Regions from separate parts of the Mus musculus genome. Here region 1 is linked to region 2. The links are chromatin contacts, called in public HiChIP or PLAC-seq maps. All regions are on one chromosome and are shown on one strand. The core of a region is the stretch at or near the end of the contact, and the rest is flanking DNA. Distances in the headings are between cores, read along the strand shown.

Evidence for each region. HiChIP or PLAC-seq counts read pairs in DNA pulled down with a chosen protein or histone mark.
Region 1: an H3K27ac HiChIP or PLAC-seq map of embryonic stem cells shows a contact between it and region 2, with 9 read pairs. The contact joins the enhancer-like site here to the promoter of Cabp7 in region 2. A contact is called at or near these places in 12 of 39 promoter capture datasets (3T3-L1-derived adipocytes, the HPC-7 cell line, HPC-7-derived erythroid cells and 7 more), 2 of 15 datasets of contacts at CTCF or cohesin (large pre-B cells and pro-B cells), 11 of 484 Hi-C or Micro-C datasets (bone marrow-derived macrophages, embryonic stem cells, forebrain and 4 more), 9 of 115 datasets of contacts at active chromatin or transcription factors (differentiating embryonic stem cells, embryonic stem cells, forebrain and 2 more) and 4 of 9 other capture datasets (adipose tissue, embryonic stem cells, liver and 1 more).

What each region holds. Positions count from the first base shown.
Region 1 is chr11:4,799,807-4,806,436 of GRCm38.p6, reverse strand. It overlaps Nf2 (neurofibromin 2), which reads left to right. Exons shown (of 17, transcript NM_001252250.1): 6 at 101-183; 7 at 2,684-2,759; 8 at 6,442-6,576. Among named protein-coding and RNA genes, the nearest start is that of Nf2, 46 kb to the left of the region's middle. Within about 2 kb of position 3,311, at least 95 of the 459 cell types and tissues checked have an H3K27ac peak or open chromatin away from gene starts, as enhancers often do. A contact at or near this core is called in adipose tissue, bone marrow-derived macrophages, embryonic stem cells and 4 more, where this site is marked.
Region 2 is chr11:4,743,453-4,749,462 of GRCm38.p6, reverse strand. It overlaps Cabp7 (calcium binding protein 7), which reads left to right and starts at 2,284. Exons shown (of 5, transcript NM_138948.4): 1 at 2,284-2,844. The coding sequence starts at 2,736. It overlaps Gm35102 (a long non-coding RNA gene), which reads right to left and starts at 3,637. Exons shown (of 4, transcript XR_003949631.1): 1 at 2,885-3,637; 2 at 1,978-2,145; 3 at 1,639-1,691; 4 at 1-1,534.

The sequences.
Region 1 (6,630 bases), core at 2,062-4,561, 56 kb before region 2:
AGCTCTGTTGTTTTGTAAAAATGAGCCATAATAATAAAAATGGCAAACAATACCCAGACTTGCTTTGCATGTGGGCTTTTCTTTTGCTGTCTTTTGGTAGGTGATAAATCTCTATCAGATGACTCCGGAAATGTGGGAGGAGAGAATTACGGCTTGGTATGCGGAGCACCGGGGCAGAGCCAGGTGAGGCTGCTTCATCCTTGGTTTATAGTCCTTCATGCCTCCTCCCCTACCCTTAAAGAACTGTAAAACTAGGGTGTGCTCACTGGACACAATACAGTCCTGAAGTATATAAAACAAGCCAGAGCTGGAATAATGTTGCTCTTCAGTTTTATGTACATCCTTATTGTAGTGTGGGCATGTGACAGTCTGGATGTGTGGCTCAGTGGTAGAGAGCTTGCCTAGCATGCGTGAGACCCTGGGTTGAAACCTAGGGTGTACAAACCCGGTGCGCTCGGTGGCAGTTTAGCTGAACACTGTCTGGAGCCCTTTGTTTTTGCATTCAGGCATGTGTTGATGGCACTTAGAATCCCTGCATGCTTTCCCCTTTACAGAAAGCTCTGCAGTGCACAGTCTCATCTTGGTACACAAGTCCAGAGGGTGAGTTGTGTTTTGGTAGGTGACACTAAGGAAAATTTTTTACCTTTTGGCACATGTCCATCAGCAGTATTAGAATGTTCCTATTGCCCTATGTTTTTAGTCAATCTGCAATTTTACTAAATTAAAATTAAAACACAATCTGGGTGGTAGTGGCACAAACTTTTTATCCCAGCACTCAGGAGGCAGAGGTAGGTGTTCTCTGTGAGTTGAGGCCAACCTGGTCTATAGAACGAATTCCAGGACAGCCAGGGCTACACAGAGAAACCCTGTCTCAAATAAAATAAAACACTAAAATGTATAGTTTGTTTTAAGTATTCCCTTGGTAGTTTCAGCTATTGATCATCTCTGTGTTAGGCGCCCTACCCCAGTCCTTCAAATCAGCTTCCTGCTATATTTTTTTCTTCAGATTTATTTTGTGTATATGGCTATTTTTCCTACATGTATGTCTGTGTACCATGTGCATGCAAGGTGACTGAGGAGGCCGGAAGAGGGCACTGGAACTGAATGGTTGTGGGACTCTGGTGGGTGCTAGGAATTACTAGGCCCTCATGAAGAGCAGTCAGTGCTCTTAACACTGAGCCATCTCTCTAGCTCCTGTATCTTTATTTTTTGTTTATACCCACCAAATAGACAGATTTTGAGTATACTACTTGATTATTTACCACAAAATGGTAAGTAAGAACTAGACGATGACTCAGAGATACCTATTTCACCAATTTCTTTCTTTTTCTTTTTGAGTCATTATCTAGAGCTGACTATGTGTTCTCCAGGCTGGCCCTCACCCACGGAAATCTACCTGCCTCTGCTCAGTGCTGGCATTAAAAGCTTGTGTAACCGTGCCCAGCCCAGTTCCCCCAATTTCTAATTAGTGCTCACATCGATTAGTTTTGCCCTCCCTTACTGTCCATTGTTATATTACTATTTTGTAGCACTGAGGATGAAATACAAGGTCTCTCACATGCTAGGCAAGTAACTATTCTGCCACTGAGCTGCACCCATAAGCCACCATCAACCATTTTTAAACTTTAGATAAATAAAACCAATTTCTATTTTTAGTGCCACCTTTTCCTCAAGATCATCTTGTGAGATTTGAGTGCATGGCGTGTAGTGATATTTTCCCTCATTTTCATGACTGTGCAGAATTCCAGTATATTACTATAACAGATTATTTATCCCTTCTACTGTTGAAAGACTCCTAGGTTGTTGGGTTGTTTCTTGGTTTTTGCTGTTATAGGTAATGTTGAATAGTTTCCCAAAGTAATTGAATCACTTTGCATCAGCAGTGTATGTGATTTCTGGTTCTTCCGCCTGCCTGCCAACACTTGGCATTCTCTCAGGGTGAATTTTTAAATCCATTCGAGAGTGTTTCGAGATGAGAGAGAGGACAAGAACAAGGTCACAGGGAAGCTTGAGTTAAATACTTCAGTACTTTTACCTCTCAGGGAGTTTTCTGCAAGTCACTGCTGCATCCAGAGCTTGCTTTAAGCTCGACTTACAACACAGAAGCATTCACCTACTGGCCTGGGTTTTATGGCTCAGATAGTTCTTGCCTTAATCTTCAGCAGTAACCCAAGAGATAAAACCAGGAAAGTGGGTGTTGTCAGCTTCTAGAGAGGCCCCTTCATTACTGAAGCTCTAGGTTAAGGAAGTACACAGAGACAGGCAGTGACTTCGTGCATTTGAGGTCGGAAAGAATGAATGCACTGTGGCTTTGTTTTTTCTTTCTGCCAATGCCGGGGATGGAACCTAGAGCTTTGCGCATGCGGAGTGAGTGCTTTGCTGCTGAGCTACACTCCCAGCCCCCACGTTCTTTTTTTTAAATCACTTGAGACAGATGTCACTATTTACCAAGGCCAGAGTGTGAAATTGAAGCCAAGAGTCAGTGTAATGAATCTGTTTTCTTATTTTCACGGGGATGGGAATCTCTGGGTTGAGAAAAGTGTTGCTGTGTCTGGTCTGTCTCATCTTCTGCAGGTCCCTTCTATCTCACCAGAGGCATGCTCAGAATATTTGACTTGGCAAGAGTCTGTCCTTCATCCTTGTCACTTAGCCCTAATAATGGTGTCTTCTATTCTCCTCACAGGGATGAAGCTGAAATGGAGTATTTGAAGATAGCTCAGGACCTGGAGATGTATGGTGTGAACTACTTTACAATCCGGGTGCGTTGACTCCTTCCCCAGTTCCCTGGCTCTCAGAAAGACTGAGTCGAGGCCACACAGGCAGATGGGTCACTTCCTCATCCCAGGGTGCTTAGAGTCTTTATGGTTCAGTAGTAAAGAAGAAACGGGAAGACAAGGTCGAGAGCCTGGTTTCATTTGGGGCTTCGAATTAGATCAGAAATAGATCAAATTAAGTGTCATTGGTACCCTGAGGGACTCAGGCCCGGTTCTCTTCTTAGCAGAGACCTGTTGGAATGCTGGCCATGTAATGTTTGATTATTCCGGCCTCTTGGGAAATCCAAGGAGCACCTGGAAATAATGTCTTTCCCCGGGGCCCACTGCTCTTAGAGATTCCTAATTTGTTTGGGTGGAACTCTTGTTCTCACTGTGAGGCTAATTAGTTTTCTATTCAGACCATTAATGGTCTGCAGGCCTCCGGGAACCATGCCTCTGCAGAGAAAGGCATTTGTGTTCTGTTCAGGTCTGGCCCTAGAGCGTGTTTCTCGCTCGTTGGGGGATTTGGCTGCTGGCTGCGGTATTCATGGCTTCCTCCAGAGGAGCACATGCCAAGTACCGGGCTTTTCCTCACTGCTGGGTGGCGGGTGCCAGGAAGCTTGGCTACAGAGGAGTAGCCATTGAAGGTCAGCTGCAGCCATCCCCTGGACTATCCCACAAACTCTTTGCTTCCCCCTTTTGGGGTCCTACAGACAGCCTTTATGTTAACGTTGAGTAAATTGAATTAAGCATGATTTCAGTATTCTAGGATAGCTTTCTACTTAATTTGTTTCCTAAATGCAGGTTTTTGTGGATTTTTTTTTTTTTTTTTTTTTTTTGCATTAAAAATCAGGGCATAAGCCGGGTGTGGTGGTGCACGCCTTTAATCCCAGCACTTGGGAGGCAGAGGCAGGCAGATTTCTGAGTTCAAGGCCAGCCTGGTCTACAGAGTGAGTTCCAGGACAGCCAGGGCTACACAGAGAAACCCTGTCTCAAAAAAAACCCAAAAGGCTGGTGAGATGGCTCAGTAGCTAAGAACACTGACTGCTCTTCCAAAGGTCCTGAGTTCAGGAACCACATGGTGGCTCACAACCACCGGTAATGAGATCTGACGCCCTCTTCTGGTGTCTGAAGACAGCTACAGTGTACTTATGTATAACAATAAATAAACATCTTAAAAAAAACTTTAAAAACAAAACAAAAAACAAACAAACAAACAAAAAAACCAGGGCACACTGAAATGTACTACCACAATAAGCAAGGGCCTAAAAGATATTTTACTTGTAGCAGGACCTGAGTTCAAGTCCCAGCTCGTGGTTTGGGAGGCTCACAATTGCCTGACATTCCAGCTCCAGGGGATCTGAGGCCTGTGGATTCTGAGGGCACTTGCACTTATGTGCACAGACACAGAAATACGTAACTAAAAACCATCAAAATAAGAACAAATCTTTAAAAAAATAAGAATAAAAAAGAATGCAGAAGGTTGTTTCTCGTGTGTCATGAGGGCCAGTGAGATGGAGTAGTAGATAGGCAATTGCTGCCAGGCCTGACATGCTGAGTTCAGGTCATGGAATTCACACGGTGAAAGGAGAGAACTCTTGTTCTTACTGTACGGCACATGGTCCTATGATCTTCACATGTGTGCTGTGGCATAAGCATGCATTCACACAACACACACAAATTAGTAAGTATTAAATAATTAAAAGTTTTATTAGTTTGTGTTTGACATCTGTTTCTTTGAGGTTAGACTAATGCATTTCTGTGGTTTTGTCTCTTGCCCACCACCAACATTAATTGTTTAAAAGAAAAAAGCATTTGCAATCCTTAGAAAATGGATTTCTTGGGCTAGGCAGTGGTAACACACACTTTTAATCTGAGCACTCAGGAGGCAGAGGCAGGCAGATCTCTGTGAGTTGAAAAGTGAGTTTGAAGTCAGCCTGGTCTATAGAGTGAGTTCCAGGAGAGCCAGGACTAACACAGAAAAACCTCTCTGAAAACCAAAACAGAATTTCTTACAAATTTATTTTACTTAGAGGAGGAAAAAAATATATATTTGTATATTTTGTTGTATTTATTTGTTTATCTATGTTTGTGGTGGTGGGCAGAGGACAACATGCTAGAATTCTCTTCTACCAAGTGGGTCCTGGGGTCAGACTGAGGTCAAGTTATCGGGTATAAGCATGTTGATCCACTAAGCTATCTCAGCAGTCCAAAAACCAGCTTATTAAGGAATATTTCTACATTAATTAGATGAGCATTTACTAGTTTTTATATGTTTTTATGTTGAACAATAAAGTTAGTGACTTTATGTTAGACATCTTAAATTCTATTATTAACTAGAGATGAGAAATTATTAATACATTTTACTTTAACTGATAGATATTTGTACGTATTAATGGAGTACCATGTGATTAAAACAATTTCAGAGGTGTTATTTGTGCTACCATCTCTAATATCTAATAAAAGTGTGAGAGTCACAGCAGGAGAAGAGGGTGGAATCCTTTCTATCTTTATGTAAGCTGACTTAGCAGAAACATAAGGAAATACCTTGTTTTCCATAAGGGGCTGTTCAGATGTGAGGATTCAAGCCTCCCTCCTGTCAGCACATCAGCTTTAAACGCTTCTCAGACAAATAGACCACGCTCTGACTGGGTGGTAGTGCCTGCTTTCAGGTGTTAGAAGGAGCAGAGAGATTCCTCTTCAAGTGCTCACCTCCCCCCAACACCTGCTGTTAGATTGGTACTTCTGGTCACAGCCCAGGCACCATCTCAGTTTGCAGAGCTGCTCTCCTTCCCTTGAGTCTTGTCTCAATTTCCTTGTTGTCAGCGAGGGGTAGGGAGCTGTAGCTTCCTTGTGTGTGGGAGGAGTTTTGTTTCAGCTGCCTGTGAGGACAGGGGCAGTGGCTCCACAGCTGGTCAGTAGCTTGGGAGTCGTGCACTAAGCCTCTGGCAGCAATAACTGTTGACTAGGGCTGCTCTCAGAGGTATAGCATTCATATCGTTAACTGGTGTTTTAAACAAGTTCATTGAAGTGTAATTTATATATAATTTATTTTTTTATTTCTTCCAATGTTCAATTATCAAGCATTTGAAACATGGGAGAATGAAGTTTTTAGTGAATGCCATATATACCCACCACCTAGATACTGCAGCTAATACCACATTGGGGTATTATATAGTAAAACTACATGGAGCTGCATTTTAACCTAAAATGAGGCTGTTTAGTCCCTAGACCTAAACATTTCTTCTAGAAATCCAACAAATTTTGTGTGTGTGATGATGAAGATCAAATTCAGGATCTTGTACATGCCAGACAAGAATACTATCTTTCCTGTAACAGGAGAAATGTTCAAAAGTGTGGATTTTAGCTCTCCCTTTGATAACCTGGTTATTTAATTAGTAGTACTTCAACATTTAAATTACCATTTCTTTAGCTACCAAGCCAGTGACAGGAGTCTGAATCCACACTGATACCTGTAAGGGACACACCAATCACAAAAATGGTATTGTTTTGCCTCTGCTTCCCCAAATCTAGAAGCTGGAAGCCTTCTGGGTTACAAGAGAGCCATGATTTCTGTTGGGACTTGTTGAAACTTGTCAGATATAACAGTGTGTGCCAGATTCTGTAGAAAGTTGAATAAAATCACCAGCTGGAAGCTGACAACAGCTGCTCTTTATTGGCTCTGCAGAATAAAAAGGGCACAGAGTTGCTGCTTGGAGTGGATGCTCTTGGGCTTCATATCTATGACCCTGAGAACAGGCTGACCCCCAAGATCTCCTTCCCATGGAATGAAATCCGAAACATCTCCTACAGCGACAAGGAGGTAGGACATGTCTGTACTATAGATGCCATTTATGGTGCAGGAGTCCTGCAAAAG
Region 2 (6,010 bases), core at 1,035-3,534:
CTGCTAGTGTGAGAAACAGTGTTAAGAGGTGGCCCACTGTGTCAATAGCTAGTGTCCTGGGCTGTGGCTTTGCCTCAGGGGAGAGAAGAGGGACCAGCTTTGAGTCACCAGGGGACTGAAATGTCAAAGATGACCCTAGAGAGTGTGGTAAACTATGATACTAAAGCTATCTTTCGTTATCTGCCACTTTGATCTGGAGGCTACCTGCCCTGGGGAGTACCCTGGTCACATGACTGGACACCTTGACCCTTTGGATTCGGACCAAGGTTAATGTCCGGGGTGGGGGCAGCCCCTGAATCCAGGGACACCTGTACCTTCAGCAGACTCCCAGGGCCTGGTCTGTGAAGGATTCCCACTTGATTAGTTCTTGATTTCTTTTTGCCCCTTCTTTTGAGATTTCCCTGGCTGGGCAGCTAGGCTTCAGGGAAGCCTCCCAAGAACGCTCCAAGAGAGAGTGTTTCCTGCCAGTCTGATAGCAGACTCCAGCTCTCTCCCTTAGCCCAATAGCAAACTGTCTGGAAAGGCTTAGCAAGTAAGGTGCTTGCAGATCACCCCTACAACACCCCCCAGTGACTGTTCTTATTCCCATGGAAGAATTCCCATACTAATGGGAAACTCCCAAGAGATTCAGGGCGCATCATCAGGCACCTTCCATGTTAAGTCGCTTCATCCTCACCTCTGCCCAGGAAATAACATAGAGGCCCTGAGAGGTTAAGGGGTATGGCTAAGGTCCCATTGAAACAAGGTGGTAGATGCAAGAGCCCAGGGCTCGCTGGGTTGGCGGCTAGTTCTTCCTGCGTCACAGCTCTGTTCTATCAGAAATCTTAAAGGAGCATAAGCACCCAGCTGACCTGATGGATGCTCAAGTGCGCAAGAAGAGCTTTGGGGATGGGTGCTTCTCAGGGGCTCTTACGACTCCAACTATAGGTCTGAATAGATAGCAACTGGCCAGAAGCCTGGAACAGACATTCAGATGGGAGCCAGGGTTTGTCTGGCTTCTCTACAGGTTTCACATGCCTATGAGAAACCCAGAGCCCTAGACAAGTCCTAAAGGTTCAGGCCTGCCTTGGCCCAGGGTGGCTGGGGGTGTTGTCTCTCACTGAGCCCCTCTCTCCCGGCGCCAAGACAGGGCTATGATTAATCAGCGACAAAAGCAGAAACAAGCAGAAAAATGTAATCAGCCAGGGAAGGGCATGGCCAGGCTGTGGCAATCAGCTTTCCTGCTGGGGCCTTTGGCTGATTGGACCCAAGGGGGCAGGGAGATAGTTCAGATGAGGGTTCCAGGAATGAGACTGAGGCCAGCTGAGGCCCACCCAGGCCAGGGGCTCACCAGATCCCATAATTGTACACGGAGACACACACATCTGTGCTCGGATACGCATAGCACTCCCAGCCCAAGGGCCTTCGCACCTGCCCACACCTGCTTCCGGGCTTCTGCCCTTCGCTGCCAGCTCACAGCTCACATGTAGGTGGCCGTGCACAGTTCAAACACTCTCATCTGCAAGTGGGTTTGAAAACGTATCTTCACAGTGTCCTGAACGAAAGATGAAGAGAAACGCATGCACATGCTGCCCCCCCCTCCAGACACCTACCCCCACCCCCATAGAACACATGCTAAGGACCGGAGGAAGGTCTAACCTGCAGCCATGTGACCAACAGGCTCTGGGTCGTCTGCCTCCTCCTCATGGCCCCTGGGGACATGAGACAGACCTTGGCTCCTGCTCTGCAAACTGAGAGGCAAGGGCTCAGGAAGGAGCCAGGACAACAGCCCTTTGTGGGATCAAGTCAACTGCTGGTGTCAGCCACAGGCCAGCGGAGTCTCCTGCAGATCTGTGCTTGGCCTCTGCCTGCTGGCCCTGCCTGGTGACCTTGGCCAATGTCCTTTTCTAAGCCTCAGTTTCCCCACCTTGGAGCCTCTCCTGGCACCAACTTGAGGATTACTGGTCCTGAGGACCCTCGCGCCTGGAGCAACCTCACCTTTCTGGGTCTCTAGTCGTTAGTTCTCAGCTCTCCGCTCTCGCTGGGGGAGGGTTAGTGGAGGCAGGTGGGATAGGGGGTACAAGGAACGGCTCCACCCCTGGTCCACACCACCCGGGTCCTGCTGGCTGCTAACGTGGGGTGCGGGAGACAGCAATCCGAAGCAGACTGGGGGAAAAGCAGAGTCGGGGAGAACCAGAGAAGGCGCCCGGGAGGGCTTGGGGTGGCCGCTCAGGGGCCGGCAGCGGGAAGGGGCGGGGGCGGGAGGGGCGGGCGGGGGAGGCGGGAGCGCGGCGAGCGCCGCACAGAGCAAGCGAGCGAGCGAGTGAGGAGTGCAGGCGGCGGCGGCGGCGGCGGTGGCGGCGGCGGCGGTGGCGGCGGCGGCGGTGGCGGCAGCGGCGGGAGCCGGAGCGGCGGGTCGGGCAGCCGCACCAGCGAGCGGACGAGCGGGCGGCGAGCAACGCGGAGCGCGCGGAGGGAGCGCAGCGCGCAGCGGTCCGAGCCAAGAGGCCGGAGCGGCGCCGCCCCCGCCATCCCTGCGAGCCCCCGGCCGGGATCCCAACGAAGGAGCCGGCGGCATGGCCCGACAGCCCGGGGCGCAGGGGCGCTAGGTCCCGGACGGGTGCCCATTGCCTCGCCGCCGCCACTGCGCGCCGCACCGCGCGCACCGCCCGCTCCAGCCGCCCCCGGGGCCGCCGGCGGCCCATGAGCCCCGGCCTCAAAGTTTGCGGCGGGCGGGCGGGCGCGGAGCCTCCAAGATGCCGTTCCACCCGGTGACGGCGGCGTTGATGTACCGGGGCATCTACACCGTGCCCAACCTGCTGTCGGAGCAGCGCCCGGTGGATATCCCTGAGGACGAGCTAGAGGGTGAGTGCCCTGCCGGGACCCCTGCCACGAGCCCTCCTACCTGTGCGCCCTGGTGCCGCGCTGGCCCGGGGAGCCCGGGACCCTGCTGCGCGACTCGGATGAGCGGCTACGCGGGAGGCGGGACGGCCGGGTGGCCCCGGGCGCCGCGGTGGGGGTCGCCGCGGCGCAGGAGCAGCCCGGCCCCTGCCCGCGTGGCCCCCAGCGCTGCGGAAACTTGCGGGGCCCCGCAGCGGGGTCACTGGGCCGCGTGGCCGGCGGTGACGGTGCGGCAAGGCGGCGGGGGCTGAAGTGGAGAGTCCGAGCTGTTGCCCCCCGCGCCCGCCACCGGAGCGTCCGCATCCTGATCCCTTCCGCGGCGCCCGCCCGTGGCTCTGCGCTCCTATTGACATTCCGCTCGTGTCGCGTTGAGAATCCAATCTGCTCCGGCAGTGGGAGAAGGGGAGAGAGGGCGACTGCCCCGCTCTTGCTGGGTGCAGGGCTACCCCCATCCCCTTCTGCGGCCCTGCGAGGGACCCCCCACCCGTGCGCTGCCGAGGCAGCTGGGAGGCGTTGGCGACAACAAGTGGCCGGATTGGGAGGCTCGGTCGCGATAGCAAAAGCCTGGAAGGAAAGGCAGAGGCCGGAACCTAAACCTCCCCCCGACCCTAGTCCCCGTGCCTTTCGGGAATAGGGACCGCACGCAGGCAGTTGGCTATTGAAGATCAGAGCAGCAGGCCGAGGCTGGGGTTCCTGGATTGAGTGTCCTGGGGCGCAGTGAGACCCCTGGGGCCTTCCTAGCTTTTTCTCTGCTGAGATTGGGGGCGGGGGTGTGCTCAAGATTCCCCTCCCCCCAGGCCTCTTGAGGCCCCATATGGAGTGGAGTCGGAGACTCTGAGCTGATGGGAGTCTTGGTCCCTTAGGGTGTTTGTCGGCTGCTGGGGGAGGGGTTGAGATTACCCAGATGATGGGCCTGTCTCCGGTCTCTGTAGTCAAGGGGTCTCAGCTTTGGGGTCCCACTTGGGCTCATAGGAGTGAGTTGGAGTGACCAACATAGGAAAGGATACTAGTGGGAGCCCAGGGGAAGCCATTCGGGAAGTCTGTCCTCAGCCCAGGCCTGGTCTGGGGCAAATTTTGGGCGAGTAGACAGTGGAGAGAGAGAGAAAGGGTGCAACTGCCATGCTCACTGCACCACAGTCCACCAGACACCCACTTCCCACACCCCCCATGAACTCAGAAGCAGGAAAAGTCGCAGAGGGGCTCTCAGCCCCAACAGTGGAGGCACAGATGGAAGGATGTGTGCTTAGTCTATACCCCGGAAACCCCAGGTCCTGTCCTGTCTGGACCAAAGCAGAGCCTCCTCCAGGTTGAGGGGAAGAGATGGGGCCCGGGAGGGGTGCAGGGCGCAGGCCAGTTTCCCTTTCCTTTACTGCCTTTAATTCTGAGCCACGCAGAAGCGTCCATCCACCCCTTTCTCTCCACTCTTGGGACAGAGGCGGCATGTCTCCCCAGAGAGATCCAGCCTCCTTTCCCCTGCTCCCAGCACCCCCCACATAACCTGGCCCCATGACTCCAGGTCTCACTGGATCCCCAGTCAGGCTATCGAGAAGCTGAGAGAGACAGTCGTGCAGGGGTGAGAAGCGCCAGGGTGGGCAATGCAAGGGCAAGGAGGCCCACGCTCCCTCCGAGCCATCCCGTGGTCATGCTGGCAGAAGCCCAGTGCTGTTAGTCACCATCACATCAAATACACTCCCTGCTTCTCTCTGGTCCCCTTTGGACTAGAGGAGGGGCCCTGGTGCAGGGGGCACCTGAAGGACAGGGCCATCCCTGTGACTGGCAGGTGGAGGGCACAGAGCCAGCAGATGCCTATGGGCATCTACACATTAAGGCAGTAAGTTCTCCAGACCCCTCCTTGGCTGAAAACCAGGTTCTGGGCTCCCTGCAGTGGGTCTTGAATGCCAGGGCTGGGTGCAGAGCGGCTGTCCTTCATACAGATGCCACTTTTGGTTCCTTAACTTCTCCAGTACACACTACTCTTCCTGTCCCCGGGCAGTCTGGGTAAGACCCAGGCCCTGTTGGCTGGAAGGGATCAGTGAAGCAGCCCATAGACTAGACAAGGGAGTCGGTGACCTGGGGTGAAATGCTGCAGACACCTCGTGCTGCCTGCTGCAGAAATCCAGGGGGCGGTCAGTCTGCATGGGGGAGGAGGACCAGAAGCAGCAAGGGAAGAGTAGAATGTGGGGGTGAGAGGAGAAGAGTCAGGCAGTACTGGGTTCGAGTCTCTACACCCTGGGCTCAGGGAGTGAACTTGGACTCTCCCTCTCAGAGTTCGCCTCTCAGAGTCTTGCTTTCCCCATCAATAAAAGGGGATTGGCACTGTTGTCACCCGGACGGATGGCACTGTTGTCACCTGGACGGATGGTGGCCGAGAATGCTGTGGGAGTACTCAGCACAGGGCCTGGCCATGGGGGCTGAGGACCCAAATGTAGGAAGAGCACTCCAGACTCACGAGCTTGAAGCAGGCTTCGCAGCAGGGCAGCAAAGGGCATGAGTATTGGGCCAAGGAGGCAAGCTGAGGACCAGGACTGCAGAACTTGAGGTCCTAGAGAGGAAGGGGCTAGGCAGAGTGGGCTAGGCAGAGTTAACTTGGAGGCCCACCCAGCCCCATGTACGAGAGGCAAGGGTGCTCCCACATTCCTCCTGAATATATCACACCATGGCTGGAACATAACCACTTTCTAAAATGCATCCAAGTGGGGACCTCCAGCAACACTGAGACAGTGTGCTCACCTAGACAGTAGGGTCCAGCATGCAAAGGCAGGGATGGGACTGGCTTCCTGAAAGAGAGAAGCAGCTAGACACAAGGCTGGGTTCTGGAATGGAATGAGGAGCCTCTGTTGAGGGTGGCCAGTTGGGGACCACTGGGGAGCCCCCTTTTCTGCCCTTGCTTCCTGAATCCCAAGCCCGGCAGCTGCCTCTGCACAGGCCAGAAATTCAAGGATGGAGGATTGGGGCGCAGAGCCAATGCTGCGGAGAATGGCAGCCACCATAGAGGGTGACTACTGCCCCTTCCAGTGTTCCCTCTCTGTCCAGACTCAAACTCTCCGGCTCAGTGCTGCATCCTTTTGGGTCTGCAGAAGACGTCAGTCCCAGTGCAGCTCCACAAGTTGGGAGGGTCTGGGAATCTCAT